Linked DNA regions of Sus scrofa: regions 1 and 3 are each linked to region 2. The links are chromatin contacts, called in public HiChIP or PLAC-seq maps. All regions are on one chromosome and are shown on one strand. The core of a region is the stretch at or near the end of the contact, and the rest is flanking DNA. Distances in the headings are between cores, read along the strand shown. Region 1 holds the start of VPS33B (vacuolar protein sorting-associated protein 33B). Region 2 holds the start of IDH2 (isocitrate dehydrogenase (NADP(+)) 2, mitochondrial). Region 3 holds the start of ARPIN (actin-related protein 2/3 complex inhibitor).

The links. HiChIP or PLAC-seq counts read pairs in DNA pulled down with a chosen protein or histone mark.
Region 1: a contact with region 2 is called in an H3K27ac HiChIP or PLAC-seq map of alveolar macrophages. The contact joins the promoter of VPS33B here to the promoter of IDH2 in region 2. A contact is called at or near these places in 1 of 47 Hi-C or Micro-C datasets (liver) and 1 of 2 datasets of contacts at active chromatin or transcription factors (alveolar macrophages).
Region 3: a contact with region 2 is called in an H3K27ac HiChIP or PLAC-seq map of alveolar macrophages. The contact joins the promoter of ARPIN here to the promoter of IDH2 in region 2. A contact is called at or near these places in 1 of 5 promoter capture datasets (liver), 1 of 47 Hi-C or Micro-C datasets (heart right ventricle) and 1 of 2 datasets of contacts at active chromatin or transcription factors (alveolar macrophages).

Annotation. Positions count from the first base shown.
Region 1 is chr7:55,838,642-55,842,850 of Sscrofa11.1, forward strand. It overlaps VPS33B (vacuolar protein sorting-associated protein 33B), which reads left to right and starts at 1,971. Exons shown (of 23, transcript XM_021098980.1): 1 at 1,971-2,411. The coding sequence starts at 2,316. It overlaps LOC110261558 (a long non-coding RNA gene), which reads right to left and starts at 1,910. Exons shown (of 2, transcript XR_002345812.1): 1 at 1,627-1,910.
Region 2 is chr7:55,673,173-55,677,486 of Sscrofa11.1, forward strand. It overlaps IDH2 (isocitrate dehydrogenase (NADP(+)) 2, mitochondrial), which reads right to left and starts at 2,399. Exons shown (of 11, transcript NM_001164007.1): 1 at 2,134-2,399. The coding sequence starts at 2,248.
Region 3 is chr7:55,480,979-55,485,356 of Sscrofa11.1, forward strand. ARPIN (actin-related protein 2/3 complex inhibitor) reads right to left here and starts at 2,557. Exons shown (of 6, transcript NM_001244544.1): 1 at 2,367-2,557; 2 at 319-394. The coding sequence starts at 2,458.

The DNA.
Region 1 (4,209 bases), core at 721-3,220, 170 kb after region 2:
ATGAGGGCTGTGTTCATTGTTTTAGTTCCACTCCCAAAATAGATTGCAATATTGGTTGAATGAATGAAGAAATGGCTGGGGAACCTTATACCAATAAGCCAGTCCACAATGGCAGAAAGCCCTGCCTTTTACCTTTGCTAGCCTGTGCATCTGGACCTCAGCCAAGAAGGCCTAAGCTTTGTGCAGGTTGACCTATTCCTACTCTATTCTGTCAGTATGTCTCAAATCCTAACCAACTGGCATTGGGGTGTTTTGGAAACTTGTTCCCCCACTGCCCCAGCACAGCTGGGAGGCTGGAAGTGGGGATGGGCACTCACCCAACCTGTGTTCCTTTGGGCAGGGGTTATAGGACTTCATAGTGCCATATCCCCAGGCAGTCCTGTTTCATGACACAACGAAGGACTTTGACACCATATTGGATGAGGAGGCAACAGATGACAAGATTCTGCCTAAGCTGGAGAGAAAGTGAGTGGAATGGGCACCTCACAGCATTCTTGGGGCCATGCTCAAGAGTCTGGCAAACTGTATGACCTGGAGGGTATATATGTGTCACTCATCTGCCAAGAGCAGCTTCTACCTCTGTGCAGCTGAGATTCTGATCTAACTAAGGGGAAGGGCTGGGAGGAAGCTCAATAAATACTAGATGAGCTTTATTAAATTTTTTTTTTTATTTTAATGGCCCCACCTGTGCCATATGGAACTTCCCCAACACCGGATCCTTTTAACCCACTGCTCCAGCCCAGAAATCAAACCCGAGCTTCTGCAATGACCAGAGCCTCTGCAGTCCAATTCTTAACCTACTGCGTCAGAGTGGGAACTCCTGATGTCTTTTATCATGTTCCTACTAACCTCTGTTTCCTATGAGCTGGTAGTTTAGATCCTGAAGCTTGATCAGTTTTGGCTTTTGGCAACAGGTGATGCTTTCTATTTCCTATGTATCTCACCAGGAGATGATGATGTGATGTTACAGCTGATTAGTAAGTACAAGTATTGTCAGCCAGATCTGTCCATTATAATATCTTGTAAGTTTAGTTTTTTTTTTAAGAAGGTAAATATACATATAGAGATTTACCATCACTCCTGAAAATTCCCTAATTTTCTTCCCAATTTTTGTAGCTTTTCTGAAATTTTTTTTCGGTATAGTGTTTCGTGTTCAAGAACCTGATATAGAAGTTGCCATTATGGCTTAGTGGTTAAGAACCCAACTAGTATCCATGAGGATACTGGTTCAATCCCTGGCCTGCGCAGTGGGTTAAGGATCCCGCGTTGCGGTAAGCTGCGGTGTATGTCGCCAATGAGGGTCGGATATGGCTGTGGTGTAAGCGGGCAGCTGCAGCCCCAATTAGACCCTAGCCTGGGCACTTCCATTTGCTGCGGTGCAGCCCTAAAAAGACAAAAACCCCACCCTGATATAAATGGCATACAGATGCCACTCTGAGTCTGGCTACTTTCACTTAGTTATTTTTGTATGAATATACCACCGTTTTATCCATTTTCCCACGAAGGGCATTAATAAGTCAAAACTCCGGTATTGAAGGGTCACAGCTGGCGAGACAGCTTCCATTGGCTCCAAAAGCGTTTCTCTTCTCTCCCCTCACACCCGCCCGCAATTTCCACGCCTCTCACCTGTAGCGGTTTGGAAGAAAGGAGACCGCCCAGTTCTCAGCTAAATTTGTGTTGTAGATTTGATTGACAGCCAAAATCCCCAGGGCTCACAGTGCCCTTCGGATTCCGAGTTGGTTTCGCCCATTTCACGAAATTCTGAAAATCGAGCAAGTGCCCAACGTTTGCTTGAGTGAGCCGGGAGAACTGGATGTACCCTTAGAAGTTAGTTTAAGGTATACTCCTTTTATCGCCTCTGGTCAGGAATTGGACAGCCACATGGACGCGTTGCGCTCGTTTTCAAATGTCCCTCCTAGGATGCCGTCCTTTCTGAATAAGCTAAGCGACAGGCGGGCGCTCGGGACTTCCGGGACGGCCAGGAAGTCGCCTCTCTCGCTCTCTCCGGCAGGAGGCGGGTAGCTTTGCGGGTGTAGCCCCGAATGCTGCTGAGCCAGGTGGACCGGGAGGGGCGGGGCGGAACCCTTTGGCTACGGGCCTGAGACTAGGTCCCCCGAGGCTGCGGCTGCCTGGGCAAGAGGTCGCCATTCATTCCCCACGTGTGGTTGAAGAGCGAGGGCCCCGTCAGGGGCCCTTTGGAAGTCCGTGCTGGTCCCTACAGAAGAGGCGTCCTGCGTGGACCCTGGGCTGCTGCCGGCCTTCTCAGATCGGAGGTCCTCCTCCTCCTTCCACCTGCAGCTCAGGTGACCGGCGCCATGGCTTTTCCCCATCGGCCGGACGCGCCAGAGCTGCCTGACTTCTCCATGCTCAAGAGACTGGCCCGAGACCAGCTCATCTATCTGCTGGAGCAGGTCAGTGCCCGCCACTCCGGGGCCTTTACTGTATCAGCAGGTTAGCATTCACTGGGTGCATAGTTCTTTCTTAACTGAGTTCCTTTGAGCGTGCTCTTGTCCCTTGGTATTGTCCTTGGAGCTTCTGGAGCAGGTCCAAAATGAAGCACCAGGAGAAAAATCAGGGCAGTGAGAGCTCCGTGGGGTGACCTGGCCAGCCTTCCCCCACCCCCTACCCCCTACCCAAACAGGCAAGGGAGACGCCACTAGTGCCAGGCATCAATGGGAATGGAAAGATGGTTGTGACATCTCTGTCCTTAGGGATCTTACACTTCAGTGGGAGCATATGACACAAAATACTACATAGAGAATATGTGTGGTAAATAAGTGCTAGCTAGGGTGCCTGAAACAATCATTTCTAGCTAGAGTGATCTAGGAATTTCAAAGAGCTGGAGTGTGAAGATAAGCGTATTTTCCTTGGAGATGGGAGAGGATGTTCCAGGCAGAAGGACCTGCAGGAAAGTTGAGGAACCAGGGAAGGATAAGTCCTGCAACAGGTAAGAGGGTGATCAGAAGTTACACAGTAGGTATTAGGCAGCCATTAAAGAGTTTTCCTCCCATGCATTCCCTTTGTGGCTCAGTGGTAACAAATCCGACTAGACTAGTATCCCTGAGGACGTGGGTTCGATCCCTGGCCTCGCTCAGTGGGTTAAGGATCTGGCATTGCTGTGAGCTGTGATGTAGGTCACACACCTGGCTTGGATCCCAAGTTTCTGTGGCTGTGGTGTCAGCTGGTGGGCATCTGTAGCTCCAATTTGATCCCTATCCTGGGAACTTCCTTATGCTGCACATTTGGCCCTAAAAGCAAAAAACAAAAACAAAAAAATTTTCTTACTTCCACATGTGGCATGAAACAATACTTGAAGATGTTTCTAATAGCCATGTGTGAAGTTGAGTAAATAAGAAACAAGAAGGCCAGTTAGGAGAACATAGATCAGATTGAAGTAATAAAGGTGCACACAAAATTGATGGCAGTGAAAGTGAAAGAAAGTTGATAGATTTTTAAGTCATGGTGAAAGAAGACTCAAAGACTTATCAATTAGTTGTAAAAGAATCAGGAAGAAGCAAAACTGAGTTTGAGATTTTTAACTTGAGTTAATAGGAAAATAATGCTGTTACTGTAATTGTAATGGATGACATATATAGTCATTTGTTTAATGTTTGTATTTTCTGCTAGATTGGAAGGTCCTTGAGGACAGGGATATACCTATTTTGTCCAACACCGTATACCCAGTGAGTACCTAACTTAGAGACAGACACTAAGCATGTGCTTAATAAATATTTATCACATGGAGTTCCCATCATGGCTCAGTGGTTAACGAATCCGACTAGGAACCATGAGGTTGTGAGTTCAGTCCTTGGCATTGCTCAGTGGGTTAAGGATCTGGCATTGCAGATGCGGCTCAGATCCCGTGTTGCTGTGGCTGTGGTGTAGGCCAGCGGCTACAGCTCTGATTTGACCCCTAGCCTAGGAACCTCCCTGTGCCGTGGGTGTGGCCCTAGGGAAAAAAAAAAAATTATCGTATAACCATTGAATGGAAATGAGAAAAAAAATTAGAAAGAGGAATGGCTTTGGTGGGGGAAGTTGATGTGTTCAAGTTCGGGTAGGTTGAGGTTAAGATACTAGTAGGAAATCCTGCTTGTAATATCCTGCAGATACAAGTGTAGGGTGAGCTCCTGCTGTGGCTCAGTGGGTTAAGAACCCAACTAGCATCCAAGAGGATGCGGGTTTGATCCCTGGCCTCGCTCAGTGGGTTAA
Region 2 (4,314 bases), core at 1,149-3,648:
GAGGCTGGCTTCCCATAATCAGAGAGCAATTTTCTGCACCTCATCCTGGAATCGTGAAAGAGGCCTTAACCTCACACAGAGGATCTGAGGGGCAGGCAGGCCCCAGGCTTTTCCAGACTCTTCCTCAAAATCTATCACTGGGCCTAAACACAACCACCCAACACAGCTCTCTGATGGGATAGCTGTGGTCTTATCTGATGTGGCTAAAATAAGGCTCAGTGGGGAATACCTAAGAACTCTACCGGTGGGTCTGCAAAATTCTGAACAATTAAATAATTTCCTCTGGAATCTAAGAGTGCAGACAAGTCACCAAGATCTAAACAGTTAAGGGACAGGATGAGAAAATTAAGAAGTTTCCAGGCTAGGAGTTGAGCAAAGGAAAGCTAGGTAAGTAATTCTTCCACTGAGCAGCTGGAACAAGTCAACCACACCTCCCCAGACTGACTTATCAGAACCACCAACAGCAGTTGCTGGAGGCCTAGGAGTTGCAAAACATGGTGGGAATGACCCAGTAGCAAAAACATAAGGGTATTTTAGCCAAAGTGTATTCTTTCCTTGTCTTCAAGGGAAATGCCAAGTATTCTGTCTCTAGCACTGTTGCCAAGTAACAAGCTAGCAGAGGTCACAATTGCACAGTTGCACGTACAACTCAAAAACCAAGCAGTTCATTAGTAACCAATCCCACTTAGGGGTGGGAGGCTTCTAGAACCTGCAACTGACTGCTCTTTTATCTGGTACTAAAATTCAGGCCCCCAAAGGGGCTTTGTTTTCTTATTCGTATGGAGGTTTTGGTTTCTTTTTTCACCATCCATGCAGAAAAAAGAATTGGGAAAATGTAGCTAATTTCCACCATATTTTGCTGAAGGTGGTGCCATATGGGAAATTTTGTTTGAGGCCTGGGGACACTTGGAACCTTGGACTTGCCAGGCTGACCCCTTAGAGACAAATCCCATAAGTATAAAAGCAGAAATGCCCCCTTTCTCCTTGAAAGGGGAAGCAGGGGTGCCAGGGCCTGAGCTCTTCTCTCCCCCCTCCCCTCCCCTCCCAGCTCCTGTCAGCTGCTCCCACACTAGGTTAAAGATTACCTACTTCTAGCAGTAAGACCAAACTGCCTGCACACCACTCCCTCTTCCTCACTCCAAGGGGTTGTTGGCCAGGACAGGATAGGGGTTTCCATGACAACGGTCATTAGACCTAAAGGATCCACATTGTTCCCTGTCTTTTGTAGCCAGCGATGGAGAGCCAGGGCGCAGATCGATGCCCACCTGCCAAACCGCGTAGCCCTGCCTTGGTAATGGAAGTTCAGGCTAAGTCCTGCTTATTATGACCTGCTCACTAAGCCTGCCGTCTTCTCTCCAAGCAGAGGACTAAGAGTACCACAGAAGCTGTGACGAAAGATTGGGAAGGTGACATTTTGGCTCGGCCGCCAGGGCTCCCTGTCGGGAGAGCCGGCAGGGCCAACCAGCAGCACAGGCGCCGCAGGAGCTGGCTAGCGAGAAGAGGCAGGTCAAGCCAAGGAGAGGCCCCAGGATGGAGCTTCAAGTGCGTTGAAGGAGAAGGAGGGGCGTCCAAACAAAAGGGGAAAATTAAAAGGACACTCCTCCAGCTGTCACGTAAAAGGCTCCAAAAATAGCAGACGAGGGCCTGACATTGAGGAGGGATTACTAAGTGCCTGGCTGAGAAGGAAGGGAAGTGGATGCCCCTTCTCTCCCCTCCTTTGTCTGAGCAGGGACCGCGCGCGACCCTCCCTCTCGCGGGGAAAGCGGGCCGGGCGCTCCGGCCCCCACTCGGTTGCTTTGTCTCCCTCCAGGGGCGCAGAACCGGCAGGATACCCTCCGAGCCCCGGACACCCCCCAGCACCTCCTACAGGAATTTTTAGGGGCGCGGGATAGCAGGGCTGGTATCGCCCGGGCCACCAGTTGCCCCCTTCGTTCAAGTCCCCACCCCTGCGCCTGGCACGGCCTGGAAGGAGGGGCAGGGAAGCACATCTCCGTCCTCCTGCTCTTTTGTGCCCTGTCCCGCCGTACCCGGCCCGCGAGCTTCCCAGGTGGCGCTCGCTGGTCCCCGCCCGGAAGGCCGCCACGTCGCGGTGCCGGGCGCGCACCCCGCCCGGACCCTCCTCGTGGCACTCACAGTGGCGCCGCGGCTGCTCTTGCAAGTTGGGGGCTGTCAAGGCTGCCGGCGCCCAGGCCGGCCCGGAGCCGGAAGCTCGGCAGAGCGAGCGTACGACTCGCAGGTAACCAGCCATCCCGAGCAGACAGGCGGGCGGGCGGGCGGGCAGGCTGGCTGGCTGGCAGGCGCGCGCGGACGGACGAACAGGGGCGAGCGAGATCCGAGCGCCGGCCGCTGCTCCCGGCTGGCTGGTGGCGGGCTGCCGAGGCCTGCCAGGCGCGGGTCGCGCGGGCCGGGCCGGGCCGGGCCGGGCGGGGCTTCCGGGGCCCACCACCCTATTGGACCTCTTCGGGAAGAGGCGGGGCCATGCCGGGCAGAACTCCTCCTCTGGCCCTGCCTCAGCCCGGACCCCGCCCCCGCGCCTAGCCCGCGCTTCCCTGAGCGACGCGGGAAGCTAGCTCAGCTCGACTGGAAAGAGACGGGTGTAAAACCCACCGGGACCTTCGAGCGGCAGTGGGAGCTGGAGGATTAGGGAAGCCGTTAGGGAGGAAAACACTTCTCTCCAGGATGCCCTATTTAAACCAGGGTGTCACTTGCTGACACATCAGCTTAAACCCAAAAAGGCAAATCGAGCAAGCTCCTGCATCCTTCGCGTGGGCTGGGCTGAAACTCCAAGGCGCATTAAGCAGGGCGCGTTCCGCGTTCCTAAACCAAGGCCTTGGGCACCTCGGGTCTCCTCAGATTCGCTCTCAGATTCTCCTGTCCCCTCCACGTGTTATGTAAACTGACCCTAGTCAAGAATTGAAAAACTACTACTTCTCCCCAAAATGTCAAGCTGGTAGTCCTCAAAGTCATTCAGCATAGCCAGAGCCTGTTTCCTCCCCTCCAAAACGGTAGCTTTAACAGTAACAGGGCTGCCAAGAGGCTTGGGTGAAATAATGGTAAAGGCTTGGGTCACACCCGGTGCTCAAGGACAATCACTGATGCTTATCAGACAGTACTCTGGCAGCCTGGGCTGAATAAACTAAAGCAAACAGTTCCATTTTTGTCTGCTTTCATGCAAAAGACAGTACTGATTGGTTTTGCCATAAACAACCAAAGTCTTTCTCTCTTCACCCATTTTCTTGAAATGAGACATACCAGCTGGACTGGGTTTTATTTAGTAAAACTCTGACCCTAGCCCCTGCCCCCAACACACACACACACTTTGCCAGCCACACCAACTCACTCAAATACTAGCCACCTCTTTCTGTCCTGTGTTCCCAGCTCTCCTCTTCACTGCCTCAGAGTCAACATTGCCAGATGGAGCCAGGCCAGACAAGTGACCCTGAGTTACTGACTTCAAAGCTTCCTTCTCTCTGTCTCAACCAGGCAGAGCTACTGCTTTGCCTGGAGATCTGGTAGACTGGGTCCAAGAGAAGGCTGTTTTGGAGCCCTCCAAAGTCTGAGGCCTCAGTCAAAGGCCTGACCTTGAGCCAGTGTGTCCTAGAATAACCCATTATCCCTTTCATTCTGTTCCCACTTCTCTTGCTCAAAACACAAGTGGAGACCATGGAAGCCTCTGGTATTTGGCTTTCATGCCATCCTGATATTATCAGGTACCAGGGCCTCAGTGTCTACACCTGTAAACTGGGAGAATAACCTCTGAGGATCCTTCTAGCGCAAACAATCAGATTCTGTTATGTATGTCCTATACATACTCCCTATACTGCCACTTCCGAAACAGTCATAAAGAAGTTGCTGTCAGACTTCCCACTGTGGCTCACTTAGCAGGTTAAGGATGCAACATAGTCTCTGAGAAGATGTGGGTTCTGCCCCTGGCCTCGCTCAGCAGGTTAAGGATCTGGAGTTGCCGCAAGCTGAGGCGTAGTTTGCAGATGCAGTTCAGATCCAGTGTTGCTGTGGCTGTGAAGTAGGCCTGCGGCTGCAGCTCTAACTCAACCCCTGGCCTAGGAACATCTATAAGCTGCAGGTGCAGCCGTAAAAAGGACAAAAAAAAAGAAGAAGGAGAGAAATTGCTCTCCACCCCAGGGGCTCATCTGTTCCTCTCTAAGGTGAACCAGGGTGTCAGAAGCCTGGCAAGAGGCAATCCTAAAGCCTCAGTGTGTTCCAGAATCTGGCCCTTACCTGCAGAGAGATCAGAGTGGGAGCGCATGTGTCCTTTGCAAGCACAGCAGGAGACCAGGGCGGGCAAGGCAAAAT
Region 3 (4,378 bases), core at 1,307-3,806, 190 kb before region 2:
GTCCTGAACTACTTACCTCACCCCTTCCTGCTCTCAGTCCTCCTAGTCCCAGCCCCAAACATATCCCTTGGGTTTAGAGCCTGGTCTGTCTTCTTAAGAACCCAGGCCACCAGCACAGCCCAAACTGATCCCTTCCACCTATGGCTCCTTTTGGCTGTCAATCTCCCAGCCTCTTCACCTGTCCCGGGAGGCCCTTGATTGAGCAAAGAGCTGGACCCCAAGTCTTGGCACTGGCGGCACCAAGCAGAGGGAAATGCATTGGAGGGTAAGGACCTTGAAGCCAGTGCCCTGTGGGTGCCCCCAAGGAAACATCCTCACCTTCCTGCCATGGGCATCTGAGATGCTGTGCCGTGATACATCGACCAGCTCTCCCTCCAGCAGGACACCATCTCCCCTGGGAATGAGAGAGAAGAGGGGACCAACTGGTTCTGTCAGTCTGGAGGAAAGAGCCCCTCACAAGGGCCATGGCCCAGTTCAGAGTGTACACTAGACAGAAGCGTGTCCCAAACCTGTCTCCCATTCACCTGGCCCCCGAGCAGGGCCCAGAATGTTGCAGCCCCCTTCTCTGTGCTCCCACACCTCTAAGGGTCCCAAAGTCTGGGGTATCATCCAGAGGGTAGGAAGCAGTATTGCCAGGCTGTAAGACCAAGCTATGGCCCCTCCTGCCGGGGGTTACTATAACCTCTGTGGTGTTCTTATCCACAAAATGGGAGCATCACAGTCACCCCATTCTGCTTCTATGATGATGACAACACACAATCATGTATGTGAAGGTGCTGTGTACACTATTAAAGTGTTTACTAAATATAAGAGATTTTACTTTTTTATTTAACCAAATTTTTCAGGGGGTAGGGTCTAAGTAGCTTCTCTTGTCACGTGTTTTAAAGCACTTCCTGGAGTTCCCGTCGTGGCGCAGTGGTTAACGAATCCGACTAGGAACCATGAGGTTGTGGGTTCGATCCCTGCCCTTGCTCAGTGGGTTAACGATCCGGCATTGCCATGTGAGCTGTGGTGTGGGTCGCAGACGCGGCTCGGATCCCACGTTGCTGTAGCTCTGGCGTAGGCTGGCAGCTCAGCTCCGATTAGACCCCTAGCCTGGGAACCTCCATATGCCACAGGAGTGGCCCAAGAAATGGCAAAAAGACCAAAAAAAAAAAAAAAGCACTTCCTTTTTAAAAAATTTATTTTTTGGCTGCCCTCGTGGCACATGGAAGTTCCCATGGAAGGCCAGGGATGGCATCCACACCAGAGCAGTGACCACAGCTGCTGCAGTGACAACACAGGGTCCTTAACCCTCTGTGCACAAGAGAACTTCTAAAGCACTTTCACACTCCCGCTCTCATTCATGTCCACTTTAGAAATGGGGAAACCCAGACTCAGAAGGTTTGTGACTAGGCCAAGATCAGAGGGTCCCAGGAGTTCCCATCGTGGCTCAGCCTTAACAAACCCTGCTAGTATCCTTGAGGTCTCGGGTTCCATCCCTGGCCTTGCTCAATGGGTTAAGGATCTGGCATTGCCGTAGCTGTGGCATAGGTCTGCAGTTGCAGCTCCCTTCAACCCCTAGCCTGGGAATTTCCATATGCTGTGGGAGAGGCCCTAAAAAAACAAACAAAAAAACAAAACAAAAAAATCAGAGTCCCTCATTAAAGGGAACCAGACCCTGGCTTGCCAATCCTAATTCTCACAAAAGCAGAACCTGGGGACTTCCTTTTTGGAACCACGTAAATGGGAGAGGGGTGGGGCAGGTGAAGAGATGGGGCTGAAAAGTTAAAACTCCCAGTACCTCACTCGCCCCTATCTATCCCGCTAATCCCTTCATTCAGTTGTATTTGTAATTGCAAATGGAGTGGTCTAGTCGTTCTCTGTTCTCCGTGCCAGTGATGGTAGGGCCTGGCCCTCCGGATCCAACTCAAGCCTCCAGGCAAGCCTGGCCCTCCCTCCCAGGCCAACTCCCACCCGCTGTTCCGGTCACAGCACCACACAGTCCCTACTGAAGCGGAGTGCACCGTGTGCAAAAGGCCTAAAGGCAAGGCAGGGGCAAGTGGTGAAGTTTATAGCCGATATATGCCAGCGCGGGATAAAGACAAAGGTTGGTAAGCAATCGCCGTCTTATGAGCGCTGTTTGGGAGTCAGGACCGACCCTCTGTGAGTTTTAAGGCTTAAGGGGTGCGCTCCGAGGGGAGCACTGGGAAGAGCGGTCTGGAGCCCAGGGGACCTTCGGTGAGCCCCGCCTTTCCTCCCAGCCGTACCCGATCTTGGTGGCGCCCCCCTTCCCCTGCCAATCAGGGAGCCCGGGATCGACGCGGAGCCTAGGGATCCGACGCAGGCCGGCCCGGGAGGCGGAGGGAGATGCGGGCGGAGCCTACCCCTGGTGGGCGGCGGGGTCCCAGGCCCCAGGCAGCCGCGCGCTCTGCACCGCTTTGTTCTGGAGGGCGCTGTCGTGGTAGATGCGGCTCATTCTCCCCACGGGCGCGGAGCCCTCGCGGCCCGGGGCACTGAGCCGGCACGCGGGGCGGAAGGCGCTGCGAGGAGCCGCGCAGGGAGCACACGCCGAGACTGGCAATTCCCAGCCGCAGATCCGGGTCCGGCGCGGCTGCGGGCGTTCCCGCGCGGGATTTAAAGGGGCCGAGCTCCATTTCTGCCCGCGGGACTTTGCTTGGTGGGAGGCCGGCTCCTGCAGGGACCCGGCCTTGGCCTTCTGCCGCGGGTGGGGATAGGGCGGGGAGTGGAGCCACGCCCTTCTCGTTCTCTCCCTCTTCCTTGTTCCTAGAGGGAGACCTAGGCCTCACACACGCGCAAGGGAAATTGAGGCCAAGAGAGCTAGTACGGTCAGCTCTGAAAGGATGGGATTCCAGGAAGCAGGAACGGAAAAATGGGAACAGCCCTCAGGGACGGCGCAGTGGTTAAGCACAGAGTCGCTCTTTTTACGCCCCACGCGCGAGGTCGCAGAGCGGCTGAGGGAAGAGCTCTGGGGACCTGTAGCAAAGGAGCCTGAGCTGAGATGTCAGATCAGCGACTTACCATGGTTAGAATCCCAGCCAGGTGAGCTTGGACAAGTTCTTCAACCTCTCTGAGCCCGTGCCTCCTCCTCTATGAGATGGGGTCAGTGTCAGAGGAGTTGTAAAGATTTAATAAGCTCACTCTAGGGAGTTACTGTTGTGGCGCAGGGGAGAGGAATCTGACTAGTATCCATGAGGACACTAGTTCCATCCCTGGCCTCTTTCAGTGGGTTAAGGATCCAGAGTTGCCGTGAGCTGTGGTGTAGGTTGAACTCCGCTCAGATCCAGAGTTGCAGTGGCTGTGGTGTAGGCCGGCAGCTACAGCTCCGATTCAACCCTTAGCCTGGGAACCTCGATGTGCAGTAGGTGTGGCCCTAAAAAACAAAACCAAAAAAAAAAAAAAAAAAAAAAAAGGGAGGAGGGCAAAGATGGAGTTTCCTTATGGCCCAGTGGGTTAAGGATCTAGTGTTTTCACTGCAGCAGCTTGAGTTGGACCCTTGGCCCAGGAACTTTTGTAAGCCACAGATACAGCCAGATAAGGGGGGGGGGCAAAGAAATTTCTTCAAAGGAGACATATGCATGCCCAAAATTTATATGAAAAGCTACTCAGCGTCACCAATCATCAGGGGAATGCAAACCAAAATCACAATGACATATCACCCCCCACCTCTTAGAATGGGTTATCAAAAAGATAGAAGATAGGAGTTCCCTTGTGGCACAGTGAGTTAAGGATCTGGCTTGTCACTGCAGCAGGCTAGGTTCAATCCCTGGCCCGGGAACTTCCACATGCCGTGGGCCTGGCCAAAAAAAAAGACAAAAGATAAGTGTTAGTTAGCAAGGATATGGAGAAAGGAGAATTCTTGTACAGCATTGATGGGAATATAAATTGGTGCAGCCACTGTGGTAAACACTATGCAATTTTCTCAAGAAATTAAATATAGAACCACCAAATGATCCAGCAGTCTCACTTCTGGGTTTATGTCCAAAGGAATTGAAATCTGTGATACCAAAAGGATATCTACAATATGGGAAACGAATCTGAAAAAGAATGGATATGTGTATATGTAAAGCTGAATCACTTTGCTGTGCAGCAGGAATTATCACAACATTATAAATCAACAACAATAAAACCTTAAAAAACAGGGGAAAAAAAGGAAATTCTCTTGTGGTACAGCAGGTTAAGAATCTGGTTTTGCCACAGCTATGGCAGAGGCTGCAACTGTGGTACAGTTTCGATGATCCCTAGACTGAGACCTTCAACCTGCTGTGGATGCAGGCAAAAAGAAAAAAATTAAGGAAAGAAAGGGGTAATCTGCATTCCCATGTTCCTTGCAGCATTATTCACAATAGCCAAAATATGGAAGCAACCTAATGTCCAT